Regions from separate parts of the Mus musculus genome. Here region 2 is linked to region 1. The links are chromatin contacts, called in public HiChIP or PLAC-seq maps. All regions are on one chromosome and are shown on one strand. The core of a region is the stretch at or near the end of the contact, and the rest is flanking DNA. Distances in the headings are between cores, read along the strand shown.

Region 1 (5,661 bases), core at 2,378-4,877:
ATTCAAGGTGGGTGAACTCACTGCCCAGCAGTTCTGGTTTCAGGAAGCCCTGAGGTTAGGAAGGGCCAGACAGGAGAGAGGCCATTTCATTTATATCGCACCCTTAGCCAATGTGTAGCTCTTAAATTATAACTAAACCTTAAAATTTACTGCAGGCCACACACTCCTCTAATATTAGCATGAATGGACTCATTCGCCCCTCACAGAAGCCAGCAAAGCACAAACAATTGAGTAAGGGGCTTGTCAGAGGTCACACAATTAGCAACATAGGATTCAACCCCAGGTAATCAGGATAGAGAGACCACAAGAGAGGATGCACGAAGATAACACACCCTTGCTCCGGCCTTTGTTATTCTCACCCCCGCCCCCACCTCTGACTCTACTTCCTTCCTGGGGCTACACAGACAGCCCAGGCTCCTTCCGGCTGCATTACCCCTTCAGCTCACCCAACACCCCACAGACGTCCACGCAGCACCTTCCCAGGAAGTTCCCAGTGGGAAGCTTTGAAAGGCTTGAGAGGAAAGACCAGGGATAGGGATTTTAGCCCCTGCTTACAAGCAGCTGAAGACGCTGGCGCTCCGTCTCTGGTGTGAACTCCCGGGACATCGGAATGATCTCCCCATTTCGGACAATGATGGCCCTGCCCAGAGACAGAAAGAGTCTGGACCTGGCTTTCTCGGTCTGAGTGGAGAATTCCATGCAGGAGGACCAGGCCCTCCCCATAATGAGCCTGATGATGTCTTGCCTGGGTCCTCATCTCTCCGTCCCCCGTGGATATGGCAACCTTTCCTTATATCTTACTGATCACTGCGGTCTTTAATACTTAACCCAGCACCCCTTCACTCTCTGCATTCCCCTCATCCTAGGGAGGATGTTCCCCTTTTACGGCCACTCTCAAAGCCCTCTTCCCACTCACCTGCTGTCACCTGCGTTAGCCACATACATCTTGCCTAGCAGGTACAGCACCACTAGTGCACAGCAGCCCCCTTCCACTTGGTGGCCACGCCGCTCCCGAGCCATCTGCTCATCCTGCCAGGTGAGGAAGGGTCAAAGGAAACAGAAAAACCTGCGGCACATAGTCACCTACTCCACCTTGCACCTCTCCAGGCCAGAGTGGAAGAGAAGAGGACCACACAGGGTAACAGGACCAAGCTCCGCTCAGGCTCTCAAAGGCAGTGTGGATTCTAGGGTTCACCCACCCACCTCCACCTCACAGTGTTGACTAGAATGCCTACTTAGCACATTATTGGCCTAGGCCATCCACTCACCATGAGATGGAAGGCATTCTCAATGGCTCCTACTATCAGGCTGTCATGGGTCACTTCCTTCTGTGGAGACCAGCAGGATTGAGGGCTAACCAACTGTGAAGGACTGGGGGCTCCTGGGGTTCCAGGAGTGGATGGGAGACAGAGGGGAGGCGGCAAGGGATCCTTAAGTATTTCTACTAGATCCTTGAGCTGTTCCCGGATGTGGCGATGCAGGAGCCGGGAGGCCATTTCAGCTGCTCCTCCACCAGCGTGCCCATCAAACAGGCCCCAGTAGTAAAAGCAGAAGCCCTGGTGAAGAAAAAGTTGGAAGTCGGTAGGGATGGAGGGAGACAGGGCAGGTTAGCAGCCATATAACCATCACATGGGAGATCTGAGTGTGATATCAAGGCAATTTAGATCTATTCACTTATTCATGCACAGCCTACTGTGTCAAGAGAAAGAGGAGCCAAGTTCAAAACATGAAGAATGCAAAGGTCAGTACTGATTAGTTTAATCATCCATAAGTGCATGAACAGTCACATGTGAAATGGAATAGTAAACTTTCCTAGCAGAACTAATCAAATCGAAGCCACTTAGGGCTTCTGTGACAGAGGGAGAACCTCCACACCTCTCCCATTTAGAACCAATGCCTGAAACCCCAGGGGAGAGGTGCCATCGCATCTCTGGAGATTAGGAAAGGGGATGGAGTATTACCTGGTTATGGCTAGGCTCCCTGGAGACCCCTGTAACGCTCCTGCTCCTCCGACTTTCCACATACACAACCTCGCAGCAAGCCTGATCCTCATTGTGCCTGCTCTTGCCAGCATTGATGACCCTACCAGAGAGCGTCCCACACCAGGTTAGACACCAGACTAGGTCCTGGAATAACCCCCACCTTAGACTCACATACACACACACATCCTCTCCTGCTCGCTGGCCAAGCTGAAAAAGGTCACAGCTGCCTGGGCTCCAAGCCAGAGGGAAGAGGAGAAGGCAGGGCCAGCAAGAAGTACTGTCTGGCGGCAGAACGTACAGCCTCATAGAAAGGCCCGCAACAGTAACTGCCTGCCTCAGTTCCTCCATCCTTGGCTAAGGAGACTTTCCGGAAGGTGGTGCTGGGGGTGGGGGTGGGAGTGGCCAAACAGGAACAGTAAATTTTACTCCCCTGCTGGTCAAAATACTACACCCCACCTCCAGTCTCAACCAGCTCAGACAGTGATTCATGGCACCTTCACCTTCATGCACACATTAACCCTCATCCTAAAACGACCCAGTGAAAGTTCCGGTTTTTCTTAAGAGTGGGTAAGCGCTCCGGCCCAAATAGGGTATGTAGACCCACCTGGACTGGGCAGGAATCTCTTAGCTACAAACCCCTTCCAACGGAGAAGCTAATGAGGAGGTGCGGGGCTACCCACCACCTCCTTCCACGACCTCAGTGCCCCCATTCCCCTGGTGGCTTGGCTTGGCTTTCCCCGAAGATGATTTTAAAATATACAGGTTCTGAGAGTACGCTGATCTCTACCGGCACCTATCTGTCTACACACCCATAACCAAAGGGAACCGTCGTGCTCTGCGGGCGGACCCCTCCCCCGCCCGGGAAGCCAGAGGCCTTCTGGTGTCGCGGGCTATTTCTGGGTGTGGAGGGGGAGGGGACCGGTAAGAAGGACAGGGAACTGGGGAGCTGGGGCCAGGAAGCGGATGAGCGAGTCTTTCCACCCGCGATCTCCCTGGCAAAAGGAACTAGTCCTTCTCAAACCTCCCCTCCCCTAGCCTGTGAACCGCGGGCCGCGACTTGGAACCCGCCAACTCATCCTCGGCGGTGCTCCCTGCGCCCTCCCTGGGTGGGGACTGTCCTGAGTCGACGAGGGGCAGGGTGAACAAGGTCCTGAAGAAGGTCGTGGAATTTGCACCCCGTCCGGGGGATGTCTGGGAGGGGTGCAGGTTCCTGGGATGGTTCCTGAAGCCGGGATGCGTCTCCCGGGAGAATGGGAGTCCCATCCTCGTCTGGGAGCCCCGGGGCGCTCACTCGGCATAGCCTGTGCTCCAGGGCAGGCGGCGGCCGGTGTCTGGGGGGCTTTGCACAGCCCGGCCTGCGTGGTCGTCGGCGCGCCGCAGCCCTCCGGGGCTCAGCTGCAGAAAGGTGGGTCGAGAGAAGCTCACAGTAGTCTCCGCGGTCTTCTGGGGCGCGCCGACCTGGTTCCCAGGCTTCTCCCGGGAACTCTTAGGTGTTTCTTGGGCGGCGGGAGGCGCTGAGGTAGCGTTGGGCAGATCTGGGGACTTGGAGCGCTGGGAAGAAGTGCCACCCGAGCTCACCAGGTGCGCCACGGCTGAGCGCACCCGGTTTAGCATGCTGCCTCCGTGCCCCGCCCTCGACCGTGGGCCCGCCCCCTGAGAGGCCCCGCCCCTAGGGTTCCAGGTGGGCGGTGCCCACTCCTGGTCCTTAACAAACTTCCCCAGGCTCCAGGCTACCCGGGAACTGCTCCACCCGCTCCTCGCCTCCGCATCCCTGCTTTGTCCCGCCTGAGTGTCAAAGGGGAAGGGTCTATTGTGGGAAAGAAGCGGAACGAAGGAAATATTTCAACCATGCTGTAGGTTAGACATCCGCTAGATTTAATCCGCTAGAATTTGCCCATTATGACGAGGGTGGGCGAGGCAGCCTCCTCGCGCTCGGTTGGGGGTGGGCCAGCCAGAATGGAGAATTATAGAGCTGATGACTTCAGAGCGAAACATCCTCTTGGGTGTGAAGGGTTTGGTGTGACAACACTTTGGGTTAGGGCTGCAGAGTCGAGAGCAGAGAGAACTGGTGCTAGTCGCGGTGCTAACCAGGCCAGGCAGCCTGAAGGCACTATTCTTCCTAAAGGTCACCTCCACGTTCGAAAGAACAATTGTCACTTCCATCCCACTTTCTCAGAACCGTACCTCCATATTTAGACGTCTGCTGGCCAGTTAGTAAGGTTAACGACATAGTAAATAAATATGATTATTGAGGGCTTGCTCCACACTGGGCCCTCTATAAGGCACGGTCTAGTTGTTAGATCACTATACAAAACGATGCAAGGTAAGCTACACCCATTTTACAGATGAAGTAGGAGTAGACAGTCTCCTGTTCTTTTATAGACTTGCCTAAGATTCACGCAGTCACTTAGAGATTCATACCCATGTCAGAACCTGCTACAGATACTGGCTTCTCTGGACTAGGAAAAAGGCCCAGAGGGGAGCGGGACTCCTAAATTTCCACCCTGAGGTTGCAAGCAGAAAAGCAATGCTGAGCAAGTTCTCTGGCTACCGCCAGGGGGAGACAAAGGCCAGGCCAAAAGCGTGTGTGGGTCGCAGGAAAGCCCACTACGATTCACACAGAGGGGCTGTTTTTCTCTGTCTTCTCTCTAGGGAAGGATTACTGACCCGATTCAGAAAGAATTCTGTCCTTATACTTGGGCTTAGAGAGTTGATCACTATCCACTCCTTCATCTATCCCCAACACACAGTTTAGCAGAAGTCAAGGCCCTTCCTTGAGGGAACCACGACTCCCTGTTCTTAGCTGAGACTCCACCTCAAGGCACCCAGCTATGTGCATCCTGTTCATATCCTGGGCTAACCTGTGCCGCCTTTCTCGACCACTTCTAAATAAAAATTACACAGTGGTCATTCAAAGTACAAACTTGCTGTAATTAGGTCTGTGTTTGGGGGTAGGGGAAGGGCAGGGCAGAGAAAAATGAAATCACCAGGGTAGAGGTGGGGAGGACTGATAAAATCAGACTCAAAGGCAGCCAGGGGCAAAGAACATGCATACTGCCACTATGAGTGTTTTCTTCCTGAGAAAAACTGAAGCCAACTGTCTGATAATGTCAGTGGGAAGCCAAAGACTGGAGAGAGAGAAAAAAAAAAGCTTTAGTTTTATTATTCAGTGTTTCTGGGTCAGTTTATCTATCACCTTTCGGCATCACCCAGCTTCTGGGCTCTTCACAGCATCCACAGTGTGACTGCAAAGATGGGCCACGCCACAGAACTGGGGTCTATTGACCCCTGGACTCCAGTATCAGATCATGGACAGGGATGCTAGCTGCTCCCCTGAACTCTGGAACCACTCTGGCTCCCATCTATAACCAAACTCTAGGGCTCTCGTGCATCTGAACCCCTCTCCTATTCCTAGACCATCAGACCTCTTCAGTCATTCCCGGCCCTCTCCCTGAGGCAGTACAGTGAGAGCAAGGAGGAAGAAGGCAGGAAAAGTTGGTGAGATGCTTACCCTGCTGGGAGCTGAATGACACTCCTCCATTACAGAGGAGAAGGGGGTGGGGCGGGAAGAGGGCATTCTCAGAACAAACATGGTGGCACACATCTATAATCTTAGGAGGCAGAGGTAGAGACAGGATGAGCACAAGTTGGTGGCTAGCCTGAGTACATAGTAAATTCC
Region 2 (5,661 bases), core at 1,368-3,867, 60 kb before region 1:
GGCTGAAGCAGGAGGATTACTCTCATTCAGACCAGCCAAGGGTATAGAATGAACCTTTGTTTAAAAAACAAAAATCAGAAAAAGCCAGTAAATTTAGTAAATCAGTCAATTTACAAACTGACCTTTACCATCCCTTCAAGACTGCCATCTCTTCCGTATACTACTTGGGGAGGTGTGGTGATCCCAGCACTTGGGTGCTGGTACAGGAGGATTACAAATTCAGGGAAACCTAGACTGCATAGTGAAACCTGGTCTCAAAACTAAAAAAAAAAAGAGATCTTGGTTTTCAGATGGTTTATCTCTGCCAGGTATGGTGGTGTATACGCATAATCCCAGCACTTGGGAGGTGGAAGCAGGAGGATGGAAAACTCAAAGCCCTGCTTGGCATGGTGGCACATGTCTTTAATCCTAGTGCTCAGGAAGCAGAAGCAGGTGGATCTCTGTGAGCTCCATCATAGCCTAGGCCAGACAGCAAGTTCCAGGACAGCCAAGAAAGAGAAACCTGAAACGAAAGAAAGGAAAAAAAAAAAGAGTTGTCTTAGCCTTAGCTACAAAGTAAGTTTGAGGCCAACTCAGAGACTCTTGTCTCAGACAAATTAAGAAAAATGTCCTAATGTAGCTCAGTTGGTAGAGGGCCTACATAGCATACACGAACCCCTAGATTTAGTCCCTGCCATGGCATAAACTGGGCATGGTGATCAAGGTCATTTGTAGCTGCTACATAAAGGAATTTCAAGCCAACCTGAGTTTGAGATCCTGTTAAGAAGGAGTGAAAGGTGAGCAGGAAAGAGAGATGAATAACTTCCTTGGGAATTTTTGTTGGGTTATTATAGCAGACAATTCTGTAGGAACCTCTGAACACTGCTGTCCATTACTCAGTGCTATGTTTAGAGTTTCCACACATAGATTATAACTGAAGATTCATCTTGCAAGCCCTGAATTTTAAAAACATATTCTAGAAATGGGCTAAAATTTCTTGAGTTTGTTCTGTACTCAGTATTCCAATGCTTTCCTCCTCAGATGTCCGGCTACTGCTTAACAATGACAATCTCCTCAGGGAAGGGGCAGCACAGTAAGTACCTCCTAAATCCACGGGTGGGTGTCAGAGAGCTCGGCCAGCCTGGGCAAGGTACTCAGTGGGTCAGCACTGCAGACCAGCGGCCCCGTTCATCCCTCTAACAGTGGGTAAGCTGGTGACAGTAACAGACAGCAATTAGTCTCTGGTTTTCTGTTACAGCTATGACCATGTATTTGAGGGAATAGACTCTTAAAAGAATGTGTTTGTTTGTTTGTTACTCCATGGTCAACAGTGTTTAGTCCATAGCCATATTAATTCATAATCATGACCCACAGGTTGAAAAATGCTGCTCTAACTCAAATGTCCTGATTTCCAGTTAGGAATGGTTACGCCAATACAGAGTTCAGATGCTTTGACTGCTTTAATTACACCCACAGACACTAAAGCTCTGTGTGTGTGTGAGAGTGTGTGTGTGTGTGTGTGTGTGTGTGTGTGTGTGTGTGTGTGTGTGTGAGAGAGAGAGAGTGTGTGTGTGTATGTGAGTGTGTGTGTATGTGTGTGTGAGTGTGTGAGAGTGTGTGTATGTATGTGTGTGTGTGAGAGAGTGTGTATGTGTGAGTGTATATGTGTGTATGTGAGTGTGTGTGTGTGAGAGAGAGTGTGTATGTGAGTGTGTGTGTGTGAGTGTATGTGTGTGTGAGTGTATGTGTGTGTGAGTGTATGTGTGTGTGAGTTTGTGTGTATGTATGTGAGTGTGTGTGTGAGTGTGTGTGTATGTATGTGAGTGTGTGTGTGTGAGAGAGTGTGTGTGTGAGTGTATATGTGTGTATGTGAGTGAGTGTGTGTGAGAGAGAGTGTGTATGTGAGTGTGTGAGAGTGTGTGTGTATATGTGTGTATGTGAGTGTGTGTGTGTGAGTGTATATGTGTGTATGTGAGTGTGTGTGTGTGTGTATGTGTTCAAAGTCTTGCAGATTTCTTAGAGAACCTACATATTAAAGAAGTTTGTTTTGTTTTTTCCTGAGTCCAATTATTTAAGTTTTTTTATGGGAATAAAAAATTCTCTTTTATCTGGGCAGTGGTGGCGCACACCTTTAATCTCAGCACTAGAGAGGCAGAGGCAGGCAGATCTCTGAGTTTGAGGCCAGCCTGGTCTACAGAGTGAGTTCTAGAACTACCAAGGTTGCACAGAGAAGCCTGGACTAGAGAAAGGGGAGAAAAAAGAGAGGAAGAAAAGTTAACTTTTATTTCTGTAATGAAATGCTCTTGACCAGACTCTTGTTGGTGCCTAGTACATGCTGTTTCAGTGATGCTCGCCATCTTTATTGCTTCCTGTATAAGCAGAAGGAGGCTTTATTGTAGCTGGGTAAAGATAATACACTAGATCGGCCTAGGATTTACTTTCTTTTTTGTATTTTGGAGCCAGTGGTTCTAACCACAGTACCATTCCCTGATAGTGCCTAGCACTTGTAGTATAGGTAGGATGTTAAATGTCACATTAAAGCGTGAGTTTCATTTTGAATGAGATGACATTGGTAAGTGAAATAGAGAATGATGTGGTAAGACTTAGGGTTTAGAATACTTACTTACCAGCTATGTGTTCTAGTAACGTTGTAAGTGGGCAGAGGCTGCAGTGAGGCAAGGCAGTGATAGTTCAGAGGAGAAGCGAGCCTGGGGAGTAAGATTCTGGTCACACTTCTCTTAGACCTGTGGGTTGGAGATAAAGTGTCAGAAAGAACAGTTAAGGATGGCTTCAAAGTGTTTGGATTAAAGTAGCTGCTAAAGTAGAGATACTATTGACTTTTTCAATTCTTTCTTTAACTAGTGCATTTGCCCAGTATAACATGGATCAGTTCACACCCGTGAAGATAGAAGGCTACGATGACCAGGTAATGACTGCCTGTTCCACGGTCTGTGCCGGGTAGTAGAGATGTAAAAGCCAGAGCAGATAGGAAATTGGCTGTTAATATATTTATGTCTTTGATTTTTAAAATAGTCTACATATTTAAAAATTCTTAGCCGGGCATGGTGGCGCATGCCTTTAATCCCAGCACTTGGGAGGCAGAGGCAGGCAGATTTCTGAGCTCGAGGCCAGCCTGGTCTACAGAGTGAGTTCCAGGACAGCCAGGACTACACAAAGAAACCCTGTCTCGAAAAACCAAAAAAAAAAAAAAAAAAAAAAATCTTCTTTCTGGTAATATTAGGTGGGTTCCCCACCACCACCAACCCATAGGAAAAAAGAGTGCCATTGACTTGACATGTAGGTTCCAGAGCAGTGCAGAGGAAGTCTAACAAAAATAGCAGAGACATTAATTTAGAATTAGCCTAAGTTACTCAAGGAATCTGCTGCTTAGGAGATAGGAACACGAAAAGGATTTCATTTAGTACATTTTTGGACCATGTAGCTGTATTACTTAAGTGCTCACAATAATACAATGGCCCTGAAAAATTTTATAAAATATGTAAAAATGAATACATGAGAATTGGTGTGCTAGTATAAATATATATACATGGATAATACATTAGCTAGAAATCAAGATATAAAGGGTATTGTTGGGAGGAAGAAAACATTGTTTTATTTTTATGAGAATAAAAATGATACGTGCTTTAAAAGTCATTGTGGAAAAGAAATTAAAAGTTAATTTTCTTAGGATATTATTTCTTTTTGCAAAACATAAGAATTGTCTTTTTTATAGAACTACTTATATTTGTAATTCTTCTCTGGAAGGTCTTAATTACAGAGCATGGTGACCTTGGTAACAGCAGATTTTTAGATCCAAGAAACCAAATTTCCTTTAAGTTTGATCATTTACGGAAAGAAGCAAGTGACCCGCAGCCAGAGGATGTGGATGGAGGCTTGAAGTCTTGGAGGGAGTCGTGTGACAGTGCTCTGAGAGCCTATGTGAAAGATCATTATTCCAACGGCTTCTGTACTGTTAAGTATCTGCCTGTCCCTCGGAGAACAGATTAAAGTTACTTTTCTTACGCTTACCTTACCCTTTTGAACCTTTGCCCCACCAGACTTTACTTCTTTTCTCTTGGTTATTGTCATCTCCTTATTTTATTCCTTAAATAATTTCTAAATTTTTGAAATTTCTTTCTTAAAGATTTGCTTTTATTGTTTTTTAATTAAGTATGAGTGGAGGGAGGGATTGCATGTAAGCCCAGGTGCCCCTGGAGGTTAGAGACATTTGTTCCCTGAACATGCACTTACAGATGTTTAAGCCGCCTGACATGGATTCCAGGGTTTAAATCCAGGGCCTCTGCTAAAGTAGTATATGCTCCTAATTACTGAGCAGTTTCTCCAGCCCTAGAAAATTTGTTTTTAAAATCTCAGTGTATAACACTTTAAAATATCCATATATTACATTTTATATTTCTCTTATTTACTCACAATAAATCACCTCTACCCATCAAAAAGTTATTAAAACCAGGTTTGATAATATACTTGTAATCTTAAAACATTTGGAAAGTAGGGGCAGGGGCATCAGGAGTTCAAGGCTGTTGTCCACTCTACAAAAGTTAGAGGGTAGCCTGGACTATGAGGCATCTACTGAGAGTGCGGAGTGGGTGGTGGGATTTATAGTTGATTGTATCATGCTTAGCTTACTGGGTTTTTAGCTTTTTGTTTTTGTTTTTTGTTTTTTGATGTTTATTTGTTTGTGGGTTTTTTTTTTTTGTTTTTGTTTTTTAAAGTAAAGACAGAACCTAGAGACTGGCACATGCTAGGCAAATATTCTGCCGCTTAGCTGTATCCCCAATTGTCATTATAGTTTGAAACAGGATCACTAAGTTGCCCAGGCTCTCCTTGAAACTTATTCTGTAGTCTAGGTTGACAATGACTCTTTAGTCTGTCTGTCTAAGAAGCCCCAAGATGCTGGGAACCCAGACTTGCACCAGGCCTGCCTGCATTTTTTTTTTAATTAAGATTTATTTATTTATTACATGTCAGTACACTGTAGCTGTCTTCAGACACTCCAGAAGAGGGAGTCAGATCTTGTTACAGATGGTTGTGAGCCACCATATGGTTGCTGGGATTTGAACTCCGGACCTTTGGAAGAGCAGTCAGTGCTCTTACCCACTGAGCCATCTCACCAGCCCCCTGCCTGCATTTTTAACTTTGTAGCTAGTAAATAAAATTGTATCTTTATAGGATGCATAACATGATGTTTTGAAATATACCTTGTGGTATAACCAAGTTGAGTGTAGAAACTTGGAACATATTAACTTTCCCCCTGGGTGGGTGGGTGGATGGGTGGGTGGTTGGTTGGTTGGTTGGTTGGTTGGTTGGTTGGTTGGTTGGTTGGTTTAGATGGGGCCTCAGTCTATAACCTAGTCTGGCCTTGAACTTGAGATGATCCTCCTTCCTAAGACTATATACTGTGTCCTGGTGTTTCAGGCTTCATTCACCACACCTGACCTGTGTGTCTGTGTGTCTGTGTGTCTGTGTCTGTGTACAGTCTACTCTCAGCAGTCTTCAAATATACAGTACATAGTTACTAGTTAGACTTTTAAATCTGTAGAGAAGACAAATATAATAGGGATATAGCTAGTTAAGATCACTATGAATTCTTGAGTGGTTTAAATCCTAAACCAGTCACTTAACTAGTTGTGTGGCCTTTGGTATAAATTACCTAGCATCTCT

The links. HiChIP or PLAC-seq counts read pairs in DNA pulled down with a chosen protein or histone mark.
Region 2: a BATF HiChIP or PLAC-seq map of CD8 T cells shows a contact between it and region 1, with 12 read pairs. The contact joins the enhancer-like site here to the promoter of Ppm1j in region 1. A contact is called at or near these places in 1 of 39 promoter capture datasets (embryonic stem cells), 1 of 15 datasets of contacts at CTCF or cohesin (CD8 T cells), 14 of 484 Hi-C or Micro-C datasets (the C2C12 cell line, beige adipocytes, centroblasts and 10 more), 11 of 115 datasets of contacts at active chromatin or transcription factors (CD8 T cells, bone marrow-derived macrophages, craniofacial prominence and 5 more) and 4 of 9 other capture datasets (adipose tissue, embryonic stem cells, liver and 1 more).

Annotation. Positions count from the first base shown.
Region 1 is chr3:104,779,022-104,784,682 of GRCm38.p6, reverse strand. Ppm1j (protein phosphatase 1J) reads right to left here and starts at 3,627. Exons shown (of 10, transcript NM_027982.2): 1 at 3,274-3,627; 2 at 1,962-2,082; 3 at 1,269-1,556; 4 at 917-1,029; 5 at 556-640; 6 at 1-49. The coding sequence starts at 3,596. It also overlaps a transcript of Tafa3 not described here.
Region 2 is chr3:104,838,072-104,843,732 of GRCm38.p6, reverse strand. It overlaps Capza1 (capping protein (actin filament) muscle Z-line, alpha 1), which reads left to right. Exons shown (of 10, transcript NM_009797.3): 3 at 1,021-1,072; 4 at 2,842-2,905; 5 at 3,745-3,951. Among named protein-coding and RNA genes, the nearest start is that of Mov10, 23 kb to the right of the region's middle. Within about 2 kb of position 2,617, at least 6 of the 459 cell types and tissues checked have an H3K27ac peak or open chromatin away from gene starts, as enhancers often do. A contact at or near this core is called in CD8 T cells and regulatory T cells, where this site is marked.